2 separate regions of the Mus musculus genome follow, and region 1 is linked to region 2. A link is a contact called in public HiChIP or PLAC-seq data. All regions are on one chromosome and are shown on one strand. The core of a region is the stretch at or near the end of the contact, and the rest is flanking DNA. Distances in the headings are between cores, read along the strand shown. Region 1 has its middle 62 kb from the start of Gm30258. Region 2 holds the start of Lgr4 (leucine-rich repeat-containing G protein-coupled receptor 4).

Region 1 (3,797 bases), core at 433-2,932, 220 kb before region 2:
CTCAAGTCAACAAGCTCTCAGAAGAGGTTGGGGCGGGGAGGGGAGTAGAAAGCCAAACCTCAAGAGTTGAGAGAGCAGAATCTGGAATTTCAACCCCAAACTGGGCCCCTGGCTGGTTTAACTGCTGCCATTATTTCTTTATAGAGCCCTCAGTGGGCTTTCCTGACCACTGGGGAAATCAGGCCTTGGATCTCCAGGGAACTGGTCTTACCCTCTGATGTGTTGCTTTGCCCTGCCAAACAGGCTTGTCCACTGGCTCCAAGTCTCCAGCCTTCCACCTCCAAACACTCTGCATGGGTCAACTTTCCATGGCCAGACTATTAACAAGGAAAGCAGTCCTACTGTTTCCTTTAATGAGCAGCTTTTATAGGGTGCCAAATGCCCTTAAAGGAGCCAAAAGCCCAGGTTAAATCTCCCGGGCTTCAGAAACCTCAGCCTAACCCAGAAACAGCAGAAGACAGAGATCCAGGTCTATGCAATTAGTCTCCAGGGAATTAGCTTAATCCACTCCATCAGGGAAGGCATGGAGTACTGGGAGCTGCCATTCATGTTGACCCCAGGCTATGTTCTTTCCTAGCAAAAACAATCCCACTCTGCATGGCAGCAGCTCTAGACTTTGGGCAGGCCACTTGTACCCTTTGTTCTCTATGTAAGACAGTGTCTTTTAAGTGGGAAAACTTTAGGGGCAAAAGAAAGAAAGGAAGAAAGAAAGAAAAAAGAAAGAAGGAAGGAAGGAAGGAAGGAAGGAAAGAAAGAAAGAAAGAAAGAAAGAAAGAAAGAAAGAAAGAAAGAAAGAAAGAAAGAAAGAAAGAAAGAAAGAAAGAAGCAAGATTTTGCTGAAAGGACCCAGATATAGCTGTCTCTTGTGAGACTATGCCGAGCCTAGCAAACACAGAAGTGGATGCTCACAGTCAGCTATTGGATGGATCACAGGGCCCCCAATGGAGGAGCTAGAGAAAGTAACCAAGGAGCTAAAGGGATCTGCAACCCTATAGGTGGAACAACATTATCAACAAACCAGTACCCCGGAGCTCTTGACTCTAGCTGCATATGTATCAAAAGATGGCCTAGTTGGCCATCACTGGAAAGAGAGGCCCATTGGACTTGCAAACTTTATATGCTCCAGTACAGGGGAACACCAGGGCCAAAAATTGGGGGTGGGTGGGTGGGAGGGTGTGGGGAACTTTTGGGATAGCATTGGAAATGTAAATGAGGAAAATACCTAATTAAAAAAATGAGAAGAAAGAAAGAAAGAAAGAAAGAAAGAAAGAAAGAAAGAAAGAAAGAAAGAAAGAAAGAAAGAAAGAAAGAAAGAAAGAAAGAAAGGGAGAAAGAAGAAAAATGAAGGAAGCAAGCAGGGAGGGAGGGAGGGAAGGAAGGAAGGAAGGGAGGGAGGGAGGGAGAAGAAGCAGAGTCTGAAAGTAGAGAAAGCATAATGACTCTAGTTATGACTCAATTCGAAAGGTAGGGACTTTGAGAAGCCACAGAAGACAGAAAGTGCAAGTGACCAGGGGTAGAGATAGCCTGAGGCTAGGAAAAGCTCAGGGCAAAGTGCTGGGGCTAAGGAGTCTGGGACCACTGGGACCTGGTGTTTACATGGAGGTCCTGTGCTCTTTGGCTCTGGCTCTGGCTCCCAGCTTTTACTGAGATCTTGTTCTGGCCTCTCCTCAATCCTTGTGACCTCCACTGAATGAATGCAGATGGGCCATGGAGACTGCAGAGTTGGGTGAGGGCGGTCAACACCCCATTATGTAATCCTGCATTTCTAGGAAAGCTCTACACTTTTTCTTGAAATCCCCAGAACAAATGCCTTTCCTAAGGGCATTTTCCTGCCTGGCTGGCTGACAGGCCATTTTGATAAATTCTTATGGGAAGGTACAATAGTCTGTATTTGTTCCTTACCAGGAAGCTTTTGGCTAGAGAGTGATCCTATGATCTTTGGGGCAGTTTAGAATGACATGTCTCTGCCCAGTGCCAGAGACACAGCTCGGATCTTTCTCTTTTGACCAGTAATCAAAGTCCTGTTGTTTCTGGCCCTGGTTTTATAAGGAAAAAGTCTCCTTAGTGACCATCAAACTTTCTAGTACCTGACTAGCTATATTTACACATCTCAATTTTTCAGTATATCCTACAGTGTGTATATATGTGGAAGTATGTGAAGATATAAGCATGGAGGGGGCAAGTTTCAAGTGTTGAGATAGTTAGGGTTTGAAAACCAGGTGACAGTGTGTAACTCTTATGAATTGACCAAACCTCCCAGTGATTTCCATACTTTAAGTGGAAATAGAATTGAATTGTCAGGTCTCTCTTAATTTTTCCTATAATGTGAATATTAAGATATTAACAAAAAGCAGTAAAAGGTATAAACTTCAGATTCTAGAACAACTTGATTGGTGATGAAATGTTAAGCTTTCATTGCCTAATATAAAATGAAATTGGTAGAAACAAATATTCTTAGTGTCTTAGAAAAAACACACACACAAACAGCAAAAGTTACTCAGCGAAGCAATTTCATGTTGCATAAAAAGGTGTGTCAAGATCCAAACCAGACAGCGCAAGCACAGCAGAGCAACAATTTTGCTTGGCCTTTCATGTAGTACACTGGTAACTGTTCTTTTCCCATTCGTTGGGACCCAATCTTACAATCTTTTCATGCTGGCTGCTCTTAGAAGAATCTGTGCAAAGGAAATGAAGGAAAGGGAACAGAGGTCAGCCACTCCAGGCCATCACATTCCTGGAATGCAGAGAGACCTGTGCATAAGCAAGTTTTACCACATTGGGGACAGTAAAAAAAAATTCATAAAGGTTTTACAAGGTAGGGAAGACTTATGAAGTTTTAGGCTTTGGTGGACTAGTTATCTTTAATAGGAAAAATGAAAAAAATTTCTCGCACAAATAAATAAAATAGTTTGAGACATGGATTCATTAATTAGTCCAGACTGGCCTCAAATTCAAGACCTTCCTGCTTCATATTCCCCCAATGCTGGGATTACAGGAAGCCTCTGGTATTTTAATGGTCATTCTTTATAAAGCATTATATTATACACCAGTCATGCTAAATGACTAAATAATTAAATGTCTCCTCATTTGAGCCTACAAGGTGCTAAAACCAGAACAGAAGCCTGGAGTTTCTCTTTTATTCTGCAGCTTTCTCCTCTGCAAAAGCATGTTAATCACTCAGTATATCCAAGAAACGGTGATCACTATCTGTTGTATAAGTTTTTCCTATGGAGACATGAACAAATATCTATTCACTCCCAGAGGAGACACCAACAAAACCCAGAGAACAACCTCATCTAAGTCTACCTTGGACAGCCAGTGATTAACTGGGGTTACTTCCAGGAGCATGCGTATCTTATACGCATCTCGACCACTGAAATGGTCCACTGAAATGAAGCCTCCCTTTGGGAACATTGAAAGCATATATCCTCTAAGAGGACTGAGGGTCTCCTGTGTCTTGTGAACTTACTCACAACCCCTTCTTCCCATCAATGAAGGAATACTAACAAGTCTGATCTTGTGAGTATCTCCTGCAAGCAGTCAGTGCTGCTCTGATTTCAAGATAACAGCTGAGTACTGACTAGAGGACAAAGGTCACAACACTAACTTATCTCACACCCCTTCCAGGCTGACAGCACAAAGGCTCATTGTCCAAGACGCATAGCCACCTTGGATTCTAGGTAGAACAAAGTAGAATAAACAACCACACCAATGAGGGTGATTATCTTTAATGTCGAGGCAACACTTTGCAGCAGGGTAATCATCTTGTGGGAATGAGATTACTCTGCTCCATCAAC
Region 2 (3,507 bases), core at 178-2,677:
TTGCCCACCTTACAGACTGCACTGATCACATGCTCTAGAACTTTCTCTCCCAACATTCTCTACCTCAGGTCAGCATTCCTTCTTTTAAATGCCTTATTCACTAAGGATCCCCGCCCAGGGTAGGCCGAATCCTTCTCCTCCTCCCTGGGCTCTGCTCGTGGTAATGAGTCCCGAGTGGATCTGAGCTAAGGTGTCACACTGCACAGGCAGGACGGGGCCAAACTGGAAAGCGATTCCCCTTCTTAGGTACAGGTGTTTCTTCACTCCGCCTGCGGGAACCCTGGGGGTATTCAGGTGCTTCCCCATGGAACGTGCCTGGTCGGCAAACGCAGGCCAAGTTCTAGGCGCCCTCATCCGTGGCCAAAGTTTTGCCAGCCGAACAGGGGGCCGCATGGGGGAAGAGGTCACGTGAAAGGCTGCCAAGGGCAAGCGTTTCCAGCATCCTCCCTCCTGGCCCTAAATGCACTTGCGATTTGAGGTGGGGGGTGGGGGGTAGGAGGTAGTAATTGCACCCCCCCCCCCAAAAAAAAGCTGCAAAAAGAAAAAGCTCCTAGAGGTTCAGATTCAAAGTGGCTAAGTCTGGAGAGGCCAGCATACGGGAAAGGGGGCCAATCCCCCTGACCCTCCAACACACACACACACACACACACACACACAGGTGATTCGTGCACCCCCAGGGCGCTGGGGTTGGGGGCTGGGGTCGAGCCCTGGCTCCGCCCCGCAGCGCCCGCGGGTCCCTCAACCCGCAGCCCGGTCGCCCGCACTCACAGTGCTTGGGTGAAGGCGCTGAGCCCCTCCGGTACCGCCGTCAACCCCTTCCCGGAGCAGTCCACCCGACGGTCGCCGTCGCAGCTGCAGGGCGCAGCGCAGAGAGGTGGCGCCGCGCCGCTGGGCCCGGCCGAGCCGAGCAGCCCCAGGGCGAAGAAGCAGAGCAGCCGCAGCGGGCCCGGCATTGCTGCGGCCGCCGCCCGCGCCCGCCTCTCCCGCGGCTCCTCTCGCTCGACTCGCCTCCGCTGCCCTCCGCCGCACCGCGCCGCACCAGGGGCAGCCGGCCTGCGGGGCTCGGGGCCCGGGCGCCGTCCCTCGGCGGTCCGCGTGCGCTCGCTTCCTTCAGCAGTCTGCCGCCGGAGCGTTAGGACGCGGCGCTCCGCAGTTTCTCCCTTCCCGCTGCTCCATGGACGCGCACCGGCAGCCCCGCGGCTCAGGCCAGCCGACCCGGCCCAGAGCGGCTGCCCGGGCCGCGCGCTGCCATCGCCGCCGCCTCCTGTCCCGGGCCTCCTCCAGCCGCACAGCTCCTCAAGGTTGCGGAGCGCAGCCTCCAGCCATGCCGGCCAGGCGTCCCAACCCCCGCCCCAGCTCTCACAAACACCCTGGTTGTCCGCGCTCTCCCCGAGGCGGCTCCCGCTCCGCGCGTCCTTTTCCCTTCTAGGGTTGCACGCTCGCCTCGGGAGCCCCTGGCCGCCGGGTTATGCAAATCATTTAGGTACATGCAAAACTAACCCCGCTCCGGGAGCGCTATTGGTCAGGGGAGGTCTCGAGCTCATTACTATGCAGGCAGTGGAGCCATTATTGGTCAAGAGGAATGGGGCGTGTTTCTCTGGAATGAGTGACAAGGTTGTGCTGCTGCTGCTGGGGCTGGTAGTGGAGGTTCAAGTAAAAGCCCTGACTTGGCTGGATCTGCATGTCAGGTTGTGTATTGAAGGTAGACAGATCGGAAGACCAGGAGTCTGCTGTTTCCCTCCCCCACCCAGTTTTTTTCTCCCCTCCGCAGAAATTGGATCTCCTAAATTGGATGACCTGAAAAGTAAAACTCGCCTCCAGCTTTCAGACGTGTCAAATGACTCTTCGCTGTTCTTAAGGGCAAGGGCACTGAGAGCTTTGCAAACAGAGGAAAGAAATGGGGGTGGGGGTGGGGGTCGAAAAGGAGGGAGAAACATTTCTTTCTATCTGATCCAAATTTTTGAGTTCAACCGTGCACTAAATTAAAACAGCGTGACCCCTCCTGTATCTCACATCACCTCTGAGATCTTAGTACCCTTTTTCATTCACACTTGGGAGCTAAATTAGCGGTTAATCATCCATGACACCAATCAGACTTCTTTCTCCCTAAACACAAGGATGTTGAGGAGTCCAGCCAAGGAGGTGCCGGTTAACCAGCACTGGAAGAGAACATTTGAGTGCCAGCTGACTGCCCCTGAGACACCAGAAACAACTTGTGTGTTAACTATCAGCATCCCTTCCTTTTTCCCACATAATGTTTATAGAAAAAAAAAAATCAGCATTCTCAGTGCCTCTTTTCTTGCTTTCTCCTAGGCCTTTGGTTGTTTTTACTCTAGATTGTACACATTTTTAATGAACCCATTACATTAGAGCAAGAAGAGCATTAAAATATCTATACTGTATAAAGTTAACTAGCCACCTCATGCAAATAAAAAAAAAAGAAAATGTAAATAAATTAACGAAAAGCTAGCCGATTTCCTAAATAAAAAAAAAAAAATCTACCATCTCTACATTAAAGAATATGCTAAATAATAATAAAGTCAGGTTGAATCCATATACTCTAAAGTTATGCTAATGGATAAATAAATACAGACAAGTTTTAAGAAAGATGAATTTCCTCACTATAAGGTTGAAAGAGAACTTTAAAAAGAAAGACCAGTGGCGCTCAGACTTTATAGACAAGGCCTCAGAATCTCTTGGATACCATGTTCTTCTGCCCTCTGCCCAAGATCATCTCACTCCTGGTCTAGTTAGTATTTCAGAAGCCTCCGCAACTTGTTTTTTGTTTTTGTTTTTCCATTTCTATTACTTTTCAGCCAATTTCATGAGTAAATAAAGTGAGGAAAAAGTCTAATTCTAATTGATACTTAAAGTCTTTTTTTTTTTTTTTTTTTTTTTTTTTTTGGTTTTTTGAGACAGGGTTTCTCTGTATAGCCCTGGCTGTCCTGGCACTCACTTTCTAGACCATGCTGGCCTCGAACTCAGAAATTTGCCTGCCTCTGCCTCTCAAGTGCTAGGATTAAAGGCGTGTGCCACCATGCCCAGCTAAAATCTTCTTTCTTAAAAAACACAACTCCTTCTAAGGTATACTTTTTGTTATATTAAGGTAACTATACACTTCATGGATGCTTTTATTTCTGACAAATATTTATGTTGACAGAGTTTTGCTATGTAATCTAGACTGAACTCAACTCACCATCCTCCTGCCTCAGCTTCATGAATGCTGGAATAATAGTATGAATCACCATGTCCAGACTCATTTCCATGTTTCTCTCTCTCTCTCTCTCTCTCTCTCTCTCTCTCTCTCTCTCTCTCTCTCTTCAGTAAAGAAGCTCTCCTCAGTAAAGAAGTATTTCGAAGTGGCTGGAGAGATAGCTCAGTAGCTCAGAGCACTGGCTGCTCTTGCAGAAGATATCGATTCTGTTTCTAGCACGTTCATGGTGTCTCACAACTATCTGTGACTCCAAGACCAGGGCATCTGACATTCTCCCGGTCTCCATGAGCATC

The links. HiChIP or PLAC-seq counts read pairs in DNA pulled down with a chosen protein or histone mark.
Region 1: an H3K4me3 HiChIP or PLAC-seq map of neural tube shows a contact between it and region 2, with 5 times the contacts expected there. The contact joins the enhancer-like site here to the promoter of Lgr4 in region 2. A contact is called at or near these places in 14 of 39 promoter capture datasets (the 3T3-L1 cell line, 3T3-L1-derived adipocytes, the C10 cell line and 9 more), 1 of 484 Hi-C or Micro-C datasets (nephron progenitors), 6 of 115 datasets of contacts at active chromatin or transcription factors (astrocytes, craniofacial prominence, embryonic limb bud and 3 more) and 1 of 9 other capture datasets (adipose tissue).

Annotation. Positions count from the first base shown.
Region 1 is chr2:110,131,601-110,135,397 of GRCm38.p6, reverse strand. It overlaps a transcript of Ccdc34 not described here. Among named protein-coding and RNA genes, the nearest start is that of Gm30258, 62 kb to the right of the region's middle. Within about 2 kb of position 1,682, at least 10 of the 459 cell types and tissues checked have an H3K27ac peak or open chromatin away from gene starts, as enhancers often do.
Region 2 is chr2:109,915,567-109,919,073 of GRCm38.p6, reverse strand. Lgr4 (leucine-rich repeat-containing G protein-coupled receptor 4) reads right to left here and starts at 1,427. Exons shown (of 18, transcript NM_172671.2): 1 at 769-1,427. The coding sequence starts at 953.